Regions from separate parts of the Mus musculus genome. Here region 2 is linked to region 1. A link is a contact called in public HiChIP or PLAC-seq data. All regions are on one chromosome and are shown on one strand. Each heading gives the region's core, a stretch centred on a gene start, on an enhancer-like site or on the middle of the called end of the contact. The rest is flanking DNA. Distances are from core to core; before and after follow the strand shown.

Region 1 (5,075 bases), core at 2,208-4,707:
AGAGGTTCAAGATCCAAGTGGTGAAAACGCTTATTCACCTAGTAACCCTGATCAACTTTTCCTTGGAAGCATGTTGAATGACTTTCGCAGATTCACGTGTGGCTAGGGGCTCCTTGGCGACTTCAGGGTCATAATTTGACTTACCCTCTTTCCAAGGCATCCAGCCTTTGGTTGAAAGACTGTGGTGATCTAGAGAGCTGATGGGTGACTGGTGCAAAAAGAGAACTATTCGTTGCCGTTTGCCCTTTTGGCATTTCCCTAGGCTGCGGAAACCCGGTTTTCCTATTATGATACTGCAACTTTTTTTTTTTTTTTTTTTTTGGAGTCTGCTCGCGCGCTAAATCCCGGCCGGCTCCAGCAGCCAGCTCAGGAGAACAAAGCCTGCAGTGTTCAGGGCCACATCGCGGGGCGGGGGTGGTGGGCGAGTTCAAGGAATTGCAAATAAATATATTTTATGACCACCCATCAACAAACTACGTGCCACCGTGGCAGCCCCTGGTAGCCGGGCTGGGATTGCAGAGGGGCCGAGGGTGAAGGAGCTGTGAGAGAGGCGACTTGAGCAGCGGAGCTAGGGGCGAGCCCGGGGCCTGAACTTTCACCTCTCGAACCCGGGCCCAGCCCATTGGCTGTGGTTGAAGGTCCCAGGAGGGCAGCAATTCCGAGCAAGACCTGCTTTTTCCACTCTCTGTGTGTCCTTCCATCGGGAATGGCTAGTGGCCTAGGGCACTGCTGCAGGCAAGCTAAATACTGTGGGGCGCAGAAAAGCAGGGGAGCATGGGGTCTGCTGTGTCAGATTCCTGCGAGAATCTTGGGAAGAGTGAGCAGGCCGCTCATGCTGGGTTGCACGGCCTTCTGTATCCTCTGGAAACTCTAACTGCTTGCTTTGGAGACTCCTAGGATAGGAACGTCAAATATCCTCAAAACGTGTCTTTATGGATGGAAGAGTAAAAGACACCTCCCCCTACCCCCACGTCCATCTCTCATCCCTGAGAAAGAAATATTTTTCTTCTCTTTAGGAATTCAAACCTAATTTAGGAGGGTCCAGACTCCTCTGTAGTCATTCTTCTCTACTTTCTCAGTACACCTGGCGAGAAGGAGACTTAACTGGGGTGGGTGTATATTCGGGGAGGGAGGAATAATGGCAAAGAGGCTCTGGAAACCTTTAGATTATTCGGTTACCTTTATACACCAGGCCCAGGGAAATCCACCGCCTTTGGGTTTTCAAGGTTTCCCACGTGAGTTGTCTACTCTTCTCTTTTTCTAAAGCATTTCAAATTAACTCAGAGTATATTTTATTTAGGTTTGCTGGTGAAGCACAGCCGCCTAACCCCCCACCTTTCAGAAGCGGGGTGGGGTGGGGTGGAGGCAGCTTTTGGATCCTTTCTTAATACTAGCGAGAGCTGTTTCCTTTCTTAAAAAGATTCGGACTCTGCAGACTCCTGAGTCTTCATTTCTCAAAAGACCACTTGAAAGAGTGCGGATATCATTTGCGAGCAGAGCACTCAGGACGACCAGAGTTTTAAAGGTTCACAGAAAGCTCCCCAATTCAAAGCCAAATCTCACCCCAATTCCTCGCGCTCCGGGCTAAGGCGGACTTGCCGCGACCAGCCCTGTGGCTTATTGACAAAAGTTGGTTTCTCTAGCAAACCTGGCGGTGTGTTTACAGATGTGGGTGCCAGGGTCGCCGCTTCCTCCCTATAGAGAACTGCAGGTTCTGAAGTGTGTGTGTGTGTGTGTGTGTGTGTGTGTGTGTGTGTGTGTGTGTGTGTGTGTGTGAGAGAGAGAGAGAGAGAGAGAGAGAGGGGGGGGAGGGAGGGAGGGGTCCTTCTCTCTGCCCTTTAGAGAAAGGGCCAGTTGGTGTTTGAGGAAGGGAAAAACTAAAAAGGCACGTGTTGATGCTGATCTTTGGCCACCCCATCCCACCATCCCCTCTTGTACTGAATAAAGCTGTGTGAAAGTTCGCAGCTATTTCTCTCCGGAGAATAGCTAGAAGGCAGCCTAGCCCAACTCCGTGTCCCCCCCAACCCCCATCCCCGGCTTCTTGGCTATAGCTATTTAGTGGAAAGTTTCTGCGCCGGTGGAATCGCTGCGTGACAGATTCAGCAGCTAGGCTGCAAGCTCCCGCGGCGGCGCGTATTGAACGCCGACGGCTAAGGGTTAGGGGGCCAGTGGCCCGGGAGGGGCTGGCGGGAGAACCGCAGGAAGGAACTTCCTTCCCAAGCTAGGGTGGAGAGGGGCATCTTAGAAACACCCTCCCAGATTCAAGTCACAAGACCCTTCAGGGCCCGCCTTGATCTCCTCCGGCCCTTTCTCTGTCATCTCTTTCTTGGTCCTGCTCAGACCAGCCAGCTAGGTCGCACCACGCACAGTGGAGGAGGGACCTGGTGGCAGAAACCGAGCCGGAGCATCCCCCAACACCGGGGACACAGCTTTGAAGTGCACTGCGAGCGGGTTCTGGCAATTTCTACTTTTCTTTCATTCCTGTTATTTTTTTCTCCCTAGTCATTGATCCAGTCAGTCCCCAAAGCCTCATACTTTAAAAACAAAATTACACCTTGGTGGTGCCATCTCTTTTTCCAAGTCCCGCTTCGGTGACCTGGGCTGCGCGACTACATGGAAGCCCTAGCAGTACTGGCCCCAAGTGAGACAGGAGCCACGACAACCAAGAGTGAGAAAGGTTCTGCCTCTCCATCCAGGCCGCAGAGGCGCACACACAGGAGAGAAAGGCCAATCAGCGTGGCTGTGTTGGCGCGGGCTCCCTCTGTGACACTCTGTGCTTTAACTACCTGCCACCAAAGGCTTCGGATCCCTTCTAGGTTTTCTGCACTTCACGTGGAATCCCCTGTTTCATTTGCCAGCAGCTCCGTCTGCTGAGAGGACGTACTTTGGGGACTGCCAAGAAGCAGCAGACACAACTCGGCTGTGCCAATACAGCATACGGTTTTGTTCTCGCCTCCCTCCCCACCCCCATCCCCGACTCGCCGTCTGGGGCGGCAGGAGGAGGCGGAGCTGGAGGTGGGGAGAAGGGTGGGGGTGGGGGAAACGGGGCAGAACAAACAAGTTCTCTAGCAAGTTGTTTACATAGCAGGTGGACCTGACGTCATCCAGGAGGCTCCACCGCAAAGCCCAGCAACATTCTGGCCCGCGATTTCTCCCATCTCTGGAAAAAGTTGGGGGGGGGGCATGAAGAGATTGATGGAGTTCAAACCACTTTAAAAAAATCATCATCATAATCATCATCAACAACAACAACAACCCCAACTTAGCAAAGTAAGACAAAACAAGTGCCCCAACAGTACTTAAGAGTGTTCTAGGAGGTCCCTTCCCCCTGCCCGCCCCTCATAGGAGAAGCTGCTCTGCTCTCAGTGTGTGCATAGTTTGCATCGCCAACAACTCGCGCGCGCGCCCGGGTGCGCGCGCCCGCCGGTGCACGCACACATACACTCACATACGCACACACACACACACACATACAAGCGCGCGCGCACACACATACACACAGACACACACACACACCAACACACACATACATACAGAGATCCGGGTTGTGGGGGGAGCTGCCAGCGCGAGACAGCGCGAGCCTCCGAGAAAGCGCGAGACACGCCGGCGCGTGCAGCTCCCCGGCCGCAGCTTCGTCCCGGCCGGAGCCCGGCGCCACCAGCAGTTCATCCGTCAGTGCCCGCCCAGGGCATTTATGCCGCGGCCGCGACTTCCCGCCGCAGCTTCCTCGGGTCCCCCCTCCCCTGGTGTCCCCGAACTCGCGGCCGCGGCTGCCGGGACTCGAGCGTGGGTGTGTTGTTCCGGGGCTTCTGCCTGGGTGCACAGCGGGTGCCACCTCCTGGGACGCTGCCCTCGGGGTCCCCGATCGCGGTAAGTTTCTTCGCCCTCACTCAGACGCTCTGCACTCCGCACCCCACCCTGTCCCAAGCACAGCCACGCGCGGCCAGACTGCGACTTTGCTCCACGCTGATCCGGTCGCGCAGCAAAGTTTCGCCCCAGAGCCTGCTGCTCCGCGCTGCGGGGCCAGGGTGACATGTGTCAGATTTCCACATAGGGCAGGGGTCGCATTTGCGTCGAGACCCAACATCGCCACTTGTTGTTTCTTTGCATTTTGCTGTGTGATGGGGAAAGGGGTGTGCAGGAAAATGAGATTTCTCTGTGGGCTCCGGGATGAATTATTTATTTATTTATTCATTTATTTATTTATTTTCGTTTTGAATATGCAGATTGTTGTATCGTCCAGAGATGCTGGAGGAAGAAATGTGTCGAAACACCAGATGCGTTTGTTTACTCTTATAAAAAAATGTTTGTTGTCTTTCCCTCTTCCCTCCCACTCCCTCTAGGGAAGAGAGACAGCAGTAGAAACATGTGGTGGTTAGAAGCGCACACTTTATTGATGAGACTGCTGACCTTTATTTACTAAAGCGGGCAAGTGCGCGTTTCTTGGGTCTTCAGCACTTCTGCTTTCATCTCAGAAGTACTTATCCAGGAACCAGAGAGGCATCAAGGGGACACTTCTTTTCTCTCTAGTTAAGAAACTCCTGGCCCCTAGTGACTCCTGAGATAACCATGCATTTCTCGGGCCACTCCTGATCACTCTCTTCCACTTGTCTGCTAGCCAGCAAGGCCTGCGGCTTCCCAATGGATCCGTCCTGGTTTTACTTTCCTTCCACTTTGGGAAGTGCTCCTTGTTCTGTGTGTGGGTGTCACAGCTTGCAGCCCCTGGGAGAGGGCATGTGGGAGGGGCACAGACACCTTGGTGAGAAAGGGTTTCTCCCTAGCCTTTTTTTTTCTTTCTCCTTCCTTCCTTCTCTCCTTCCTTCCTTCCTTCCTTCCTTCCTTCCTTCCTTTTTTCTTCCTTCCTTCTCTCCTTTCTTCCTTCCTTCCTTCCTCTCTTCCTTCCTTTTTTCTTATCTCTCTCTCTCTTTCTTTCTTTCTTTCTTTCTTTCTTTCTTTCTTTCTTTCTTTCTTTCTTTCAAACCCATGAGTCTTAAGTGGCTGGGATCAGTGCTGCGAGTGAGGGAAGATCAACTCCAGCCTCCACTACATGCTCTTGGAGAGGCATTTGTGACTGT
Region 2 (5,460 bases), core at 2,826-5,325, 820 kb after region 1:
GGTTCACAGTAGTAAAACCTTAAGTAAGACAAGATTCATGGCATGAGATCTAAGGAGAGAGTTTACAAAGCTGAGCTTGAACGGCAGCTAGGCTAGTGTAAGAAGTTTTTTCTATAACTTGCTTAAAGTACATGACTTCATTACTTTGAGTGTGTATGTGTACAAAAAACAGACCAGAGGCCCCAACCACTATCCTCTGCCCCAACACACACACCCCGATTTTGAGATAGGGTTTCTCATTGATCAGGATCTCCTGTAATTAGGCTGTGTTGTCTGTCCAGTATGCAGCAAGGGTCTGCTGGGATTACAAGCACATGCCCTCATGAATGTCCTTTTAACATGTGTTCTGATGATTGAACTCACCGACTGAGTCATTACCCATTGCTTTGATGTGGGCCTGATGATAGCTGTTTGGTTTGAGACTCTTGGGCAAAGGACTGAGATGAATATTTTTCCTACTAAAGCAGACCTGGCCTACAGGTTCTCCTCAGTCCCTACCTGGTGTACCCTACCCCTAACTGTGAACTTCCCAGCCTTAGGGCTGGGCTATCCTTTCCCCAGAGGCTCTTTCCTATATAATCCACACATTTTGGGCTCCCCGCCCTTCTTTTCATTCTCTCCGCTCCCCCCTTCCTTCCCATAGTGACTCTCCTAGCCTCAGTCCTTGTGTCCAGTGAACTCTCCTGAAAAGAGCTTCCCAATAAACCTGTGTTTAATCTAATCTAATATCTAATCTAATCTAATCTAATCTAATCTAATCTAATCTAATCTGACTTGACTTGGCTCATGCTTTTTAATAGGTAAAATGCTTCTGCTGCTCCAGAGAGGTAAATTAATATTGAAAGTGTTAGTTTTTATTTAATGCATAGTATCTGTGCATTTTCATTCCTTTCCTTTGGAAAAACCTCTGTATCTGCTCTTTCCCACCTATAAGAGACTGTTGTCGGCCCTATTTGCTGTAGTGAGATTTACAGGTTTTAAAGTTACTCCTCCCATCTAGATACACTTCTATAGCCACTAGCCACTCCCTCTCCATGCTCTCCCTCATCCTACTCTCTGGTACTCATAACCCTACGCTTTCGGGAGAGCAATAGTCAATGATTTGGAGCATTTCTCACACACGTGGCACTTTTCCAAATGCTATCGGGATATAACCTTATTAAGTCCTCATAGAGAAGCTCACTCGTCTTCCCTTTGTGAGGCAACCGCAGCGCAGAGCATTTGACTCACGTACTCCAAGTCAACAGGGAGCAAGATGCAGCTTTTGACCAACTTGGTGACTCTACAACACAGTGTCCTGGTTGGTTCCTAATATTTTTACTTGAATTTTATTCCTTCCCTTGCTAGAGCAAGACGCTTATACTTAATCCAAGGAACAGTGGAATATGGAGAAACCCTGCTGTTTAAGGCTGAAGTCTATCTACTATGACCAGATAGCTTCTCTGAGCTCAGCACAAAATGGAGGACTCCCAATTCTCTGACCTTGTCTGGGAAGCCTGATTCCCCACAACTTCTACCTAGGGGAAGGAACGTCCAGTAGTCCTTGGCAGACCTACAAGTTCAGTTTCCTCTTTTCCTCTTGCTCTTTTCCCAATAAGAATCCACCGAGCAAGTACCTGGGGATTCCTGGAATGTCTCTCCATGGAAATGAGCTATTCACAGAACTTTAAAACTTTAGCCAATGATTTTCACTTACCAGGAAAGTGCCTTACCACTCTCCAAAGTTCATATATACCCTTGGTCCACCCCAATAGAGGTATTCACCCAAGCTAAGATTGGCAAAAGAGCTGTTTCATTGAAGATACTCAGAGAAGGCCTTTGCCCAAATGATCTGTAACACTAAGATTCTCAGAGAAGGTCTCTCTCCTTTATCCCAGTTCCCTGACCTCACTCTCCACCCCTCACTCCTGCAGAACTCCACCCATTTGGGAAACTGGCTGGCTGTCCAACATTCATACCATAGTGAAAGAGGATGTTTTATGCTCATCTTATCAGAAAAGTTAGGTATCTTATGTCATGTGTAAAAGTGAAATATGGTGTGCAATTCGATGAAAAAACATTTATTGGGGGAGATGGCTCTGTGGGAGAATGGCTTGTGTGCAAGCCTGAGAAGGTGTGTTGGGAGAGATAGAAGTGTAGCCTTATAATTCTGGTGTTCCTACAGGGAGATGGGTGTTAGAGACATGTAAATAGCTGTAAATTCAGAAGTCTGCATGCTATCCTGGTGTGTGTAGCTAGGGACAATAAGGGCACCCTGTTCAAACAAGGTGAAAGGTAAGGACTGGAGGCCATCCTCTGACCTCCACAAGGGTACCATGTGCTTGTGACAGAATGAACAAACTGAACAAGGAGATAAACAGTAAGGGGACAAAGAAGAACTTTGCAGAACTTTCTCACTGACTCTTGTAAGCAAAGGCTGTGCTTTGTAGAGCACAAGTTTCCTGTGTGTTCTTTAATGCTGACAAGCCTTCCCCACAACTGACCTGGTCCCAAGAGGTAGGTGTTGGTATTCTGTCTGGACTCCACCCCCACAGTTACCTGGCATTAGCCAGGTAGGCCTGACCCACTATAAAAGGGGCTGATTGTCTCCTCCTCCCTCTCTTGTGCTCTTGCCTCTCTTGCTCATTGCTCCCTTGCTCCCCCACCCCCATTCCTTTCCCCTCTCTCTCCATGTGGTCTCTACTTCTCTACTCTCTCCTTCTCTCTGCCTTTCTCTGCCTCTACTATTCTCTTAACTCCCCTCCCCCTGCCCTGAATAAACTCTATTCTATACTATACAGTCCTGTGACTGGTCCCTCAGGAAGAAGGGATGGCTTGACATGGGCCCCACCAAGACACCCCCTTCCCCACACCCCACCAGCTAGAACATATCTTTATAGCTCTTTCTCTTTTTATGATCACAACAGTAGGTTCTATGTAGTCCAGACTCTTGACACGTTCTTAAGAGACTTAAGGCACTTTTTACAATGTCATCTATGAATCTACAAATTTTATTTAAAAACGGGGCCATATCTATTAGCTATAGGTCACCGAGAAAAATGCCATTTTCTATGGAATCCAAATACCTGCCTTCAGAACCTTTGAAGATTGATTTCTCGGAGTAGTTGAAATCAAGTTCTTGTTTCTTTAGAGGTAAGAAATAGACCTTTTCCGTCAGTTGAAAAGAACTTGAATGGTCACTTTTTGAAGATAAACATTCCTGATGTATTATTAGTAATGATGGGGGTGAGTGAGAAGGAGAAACCATTAAGTTTCTTCAGTTTTGATATGCACCTCCACTGAACTCTGCATTTCACTCAAACAAAGAACAAAAATTAACCAGATGTATAAAAGTTCTTAACAGCCCGTTACACTTGCTCTTGGCCCTTTAGAGTCTGCCACAGTCAGAACATTTCATTTAAAAAGCCACCGACAATGAACCTTTTACGTCTGAGCACAGTTTAGCTTCCCGCAGACGTCACACGGTCAGAGAGGCACTCAGCCTGGGGTAGGACAGATGTGCTCAAGAATGTTCACCTTGCACTCCTGGGTGGCTCTGTGCAACTGGTTTAACCAGATCAGGAATCCTGTCTGACAGAAGTAAAGTAATAAAAAAGAAAAAGATGAAGAGATTAGACAAGTACTTGGGACCTGTGAACAAGGTTTTAAATACACATTTATGTCTTCATAGTACCAGGAAAGTCAGTGTGTGTGTTTGAACACACATGTACATTCATCACACACACACACACACACACACACACACACACACACACACACACACACCCTTCCCTGTTTTCAAAGGTCGCTTCCCTGGGGCATTCCTCAAGATTATTTAATAGTCTATCGAAGGGCAGGATTGAAAGTGGTTTGAGGGGGACTTTCCCAGAAAGGTTGAAGATGTTTGAGCTGCCAAGGTTAGCTCCCTCCCTGTTTTCCCTAACCTTGGTGGGCCTGGGCTAGGGAGCCTGCATCTGGCCTGTCCAGCTCTGGCCTCCTGACCCAGACAGCTCCCTCGCAAGGGAGCTCAGGGCCAAACCTAGGTCGCGCCGCCCCCAACCTCGGGGCTGTCTGCCAAGAGTTCGAGGCCACCCCAATCCGGATATGATGAAAGGGAGCCACAGAGAGAGAAGTGTTTGAAGAGTGTAGGAGTGGCAGCGCGAGGGTGAAAGAGACGCACAAGTGGATCCTAAAGTCCTTCCCGGAGGAGAGGGGCTGCCCGGAGGGAAGGGACGGAGTGCGCGGAGTCAGCGCGGGCGGCTGCCACTGTCGCTGCCACTCCCGGGGCCGGAGGGACGTGGTCAGGCTGCCAGGGCGTGATGGGGCCGCGGCCAGAGCCTCGCTGACTACCGGTGGCGGGAGGAAGGGACCCGGAACAGCCCACGGGGGGGATGCCAAGGTAGGTGGAGGTCCCTTAGGTCGCTCTGCCGCCGAGTCCCCGCGCGTCCCCTCCCAGCGCGCGCGTCCCGTTCGCAGCGTCCCCCCAGGCTGCTTTCAAATCCTAACTTCCCTGGGGTGGAGTTGGAGGAGGGACGCGGAGGGGGAGGGAATGGCCCAGGCATTGCGGCGTGCTGTGCTCTAAAAACAGTTGATCCTGCTGTCCCTTTTGCTTTTCCCGCCAGAGGCAGGCCGTTTCCTGCACCCAGCACCTAAGCAGCTGGGGTCCGTGCACCCCGCGGGGACGGCTCTGGCTCGGAGCGTGGCCCATGTCCTGCGCGGGTGAAGCCCTCGCTCCCGGGCCCGCGGAGCAGCAGTGCCCGGTCGAGGCGGGCGGCGGCCGGCTGGGCTCCCCGGCCCACGGTGAGTAACAAGTACTTGCGAGTTGCGAGTTTCTGGGACGTGCTTGCACACTTAGGGATGGGTGGTGGTGGTGGTGGGAGTGGGGAACTGCGAGGATGGGCTTCAACTTCGGAATTGTGAACTTTTGCACACTTATGTTACTTAAACAAGTCTGCCAGAGGATCACTGCCCCAGATCAACAACCGGATAGGAGGGCGGGATCCCTGGCCCCTCTATTCCCTTTTCTTGCTAGAAACTGGTTGACTAGATGGCTTCTACCTTCTGCCTAAGCACTTCTTGGCCTGGGACTCAGGAGGGGTGTGAAGTCTCCAACCCTTGTCTAGTACTCTTAAGTTCTTATGTTCTTTTCTCATGCAGGGCAGTCTCTGCTCTCTGAGCTAGCGTGGGCTCTCCTCATCTTTCTGGTTCTTGTGGGGTACTCTGACCCCCAGGTTAAGCATCCAGGTTTCTGAGACCAGTTTCTTTTGGAATGGCTCGTGCATATGTTTTCAATAACGTTTGTTTTGGAATAAACACGTTCCAAGAATGAATTAACTCTTTTGAGTTCTTCCAAAGGGAAAACAAAATCGTTTGCTTCTGGGAAGCTTCCATAACCACATTTTAAAATTCTTTGAAGGTAATAGACTTCAGGTGCTCTTTGGTGGCAGAACCAGACTCTCACCATTTCTCTTCCCTTTTCCA

What was found. HiChIP or PLAC-seq counts read pairs in DNA pulled down with a chosen protein or histone mark.
Region 2: an H3K27ac HiChIP or PLAC-seq map of embryonic stem cells shows a contact between it and region 1, with 5 times the contacts expected there. The contact joins the promoter of Mdfic here to the promoter of Foxp2 in region 1. A contact is called at or near these places in 3 of 39 promoter capture datasets (embryonic stem cells, frontonasal cranial neural crest and liver), 12 of 484 Hi-C or Micro-C datasets (the MNK3 cell line, cardiomyocytes, embryonic fibroblasts and 6 more), 13 of 115 datasets of contacts at active chromatin or transcription factors (astrocytes, cardiomyocytes, craniofacial prominence and 7 more) and 2 of 9 other capture datasets (embryonic stem cells and pancreatic islet).

Annotation. Positions count from the first base shown.
Region 1 is chr6:14,897,892-14,902,966 of GRCm38.p6, forward strand. Foxp2 (forkhead box P2) reads left to right here and starts at 3,458. Exons shown (of 19, transcript NM_053242.4): 1 at 3,458-3,870.
Region 2 is chr6:15,716,586-15,722,045 of GRCm38.p6, forward strand. Mdfic (MyoD family inhibitor domain containing) reads left to right here and starts at 4,076. Exons shown (of 5, transcript NM_175088.5): 1 at 4,076-4,378; 2 at 4,602-4,779. The coding sequence starts at 4,686.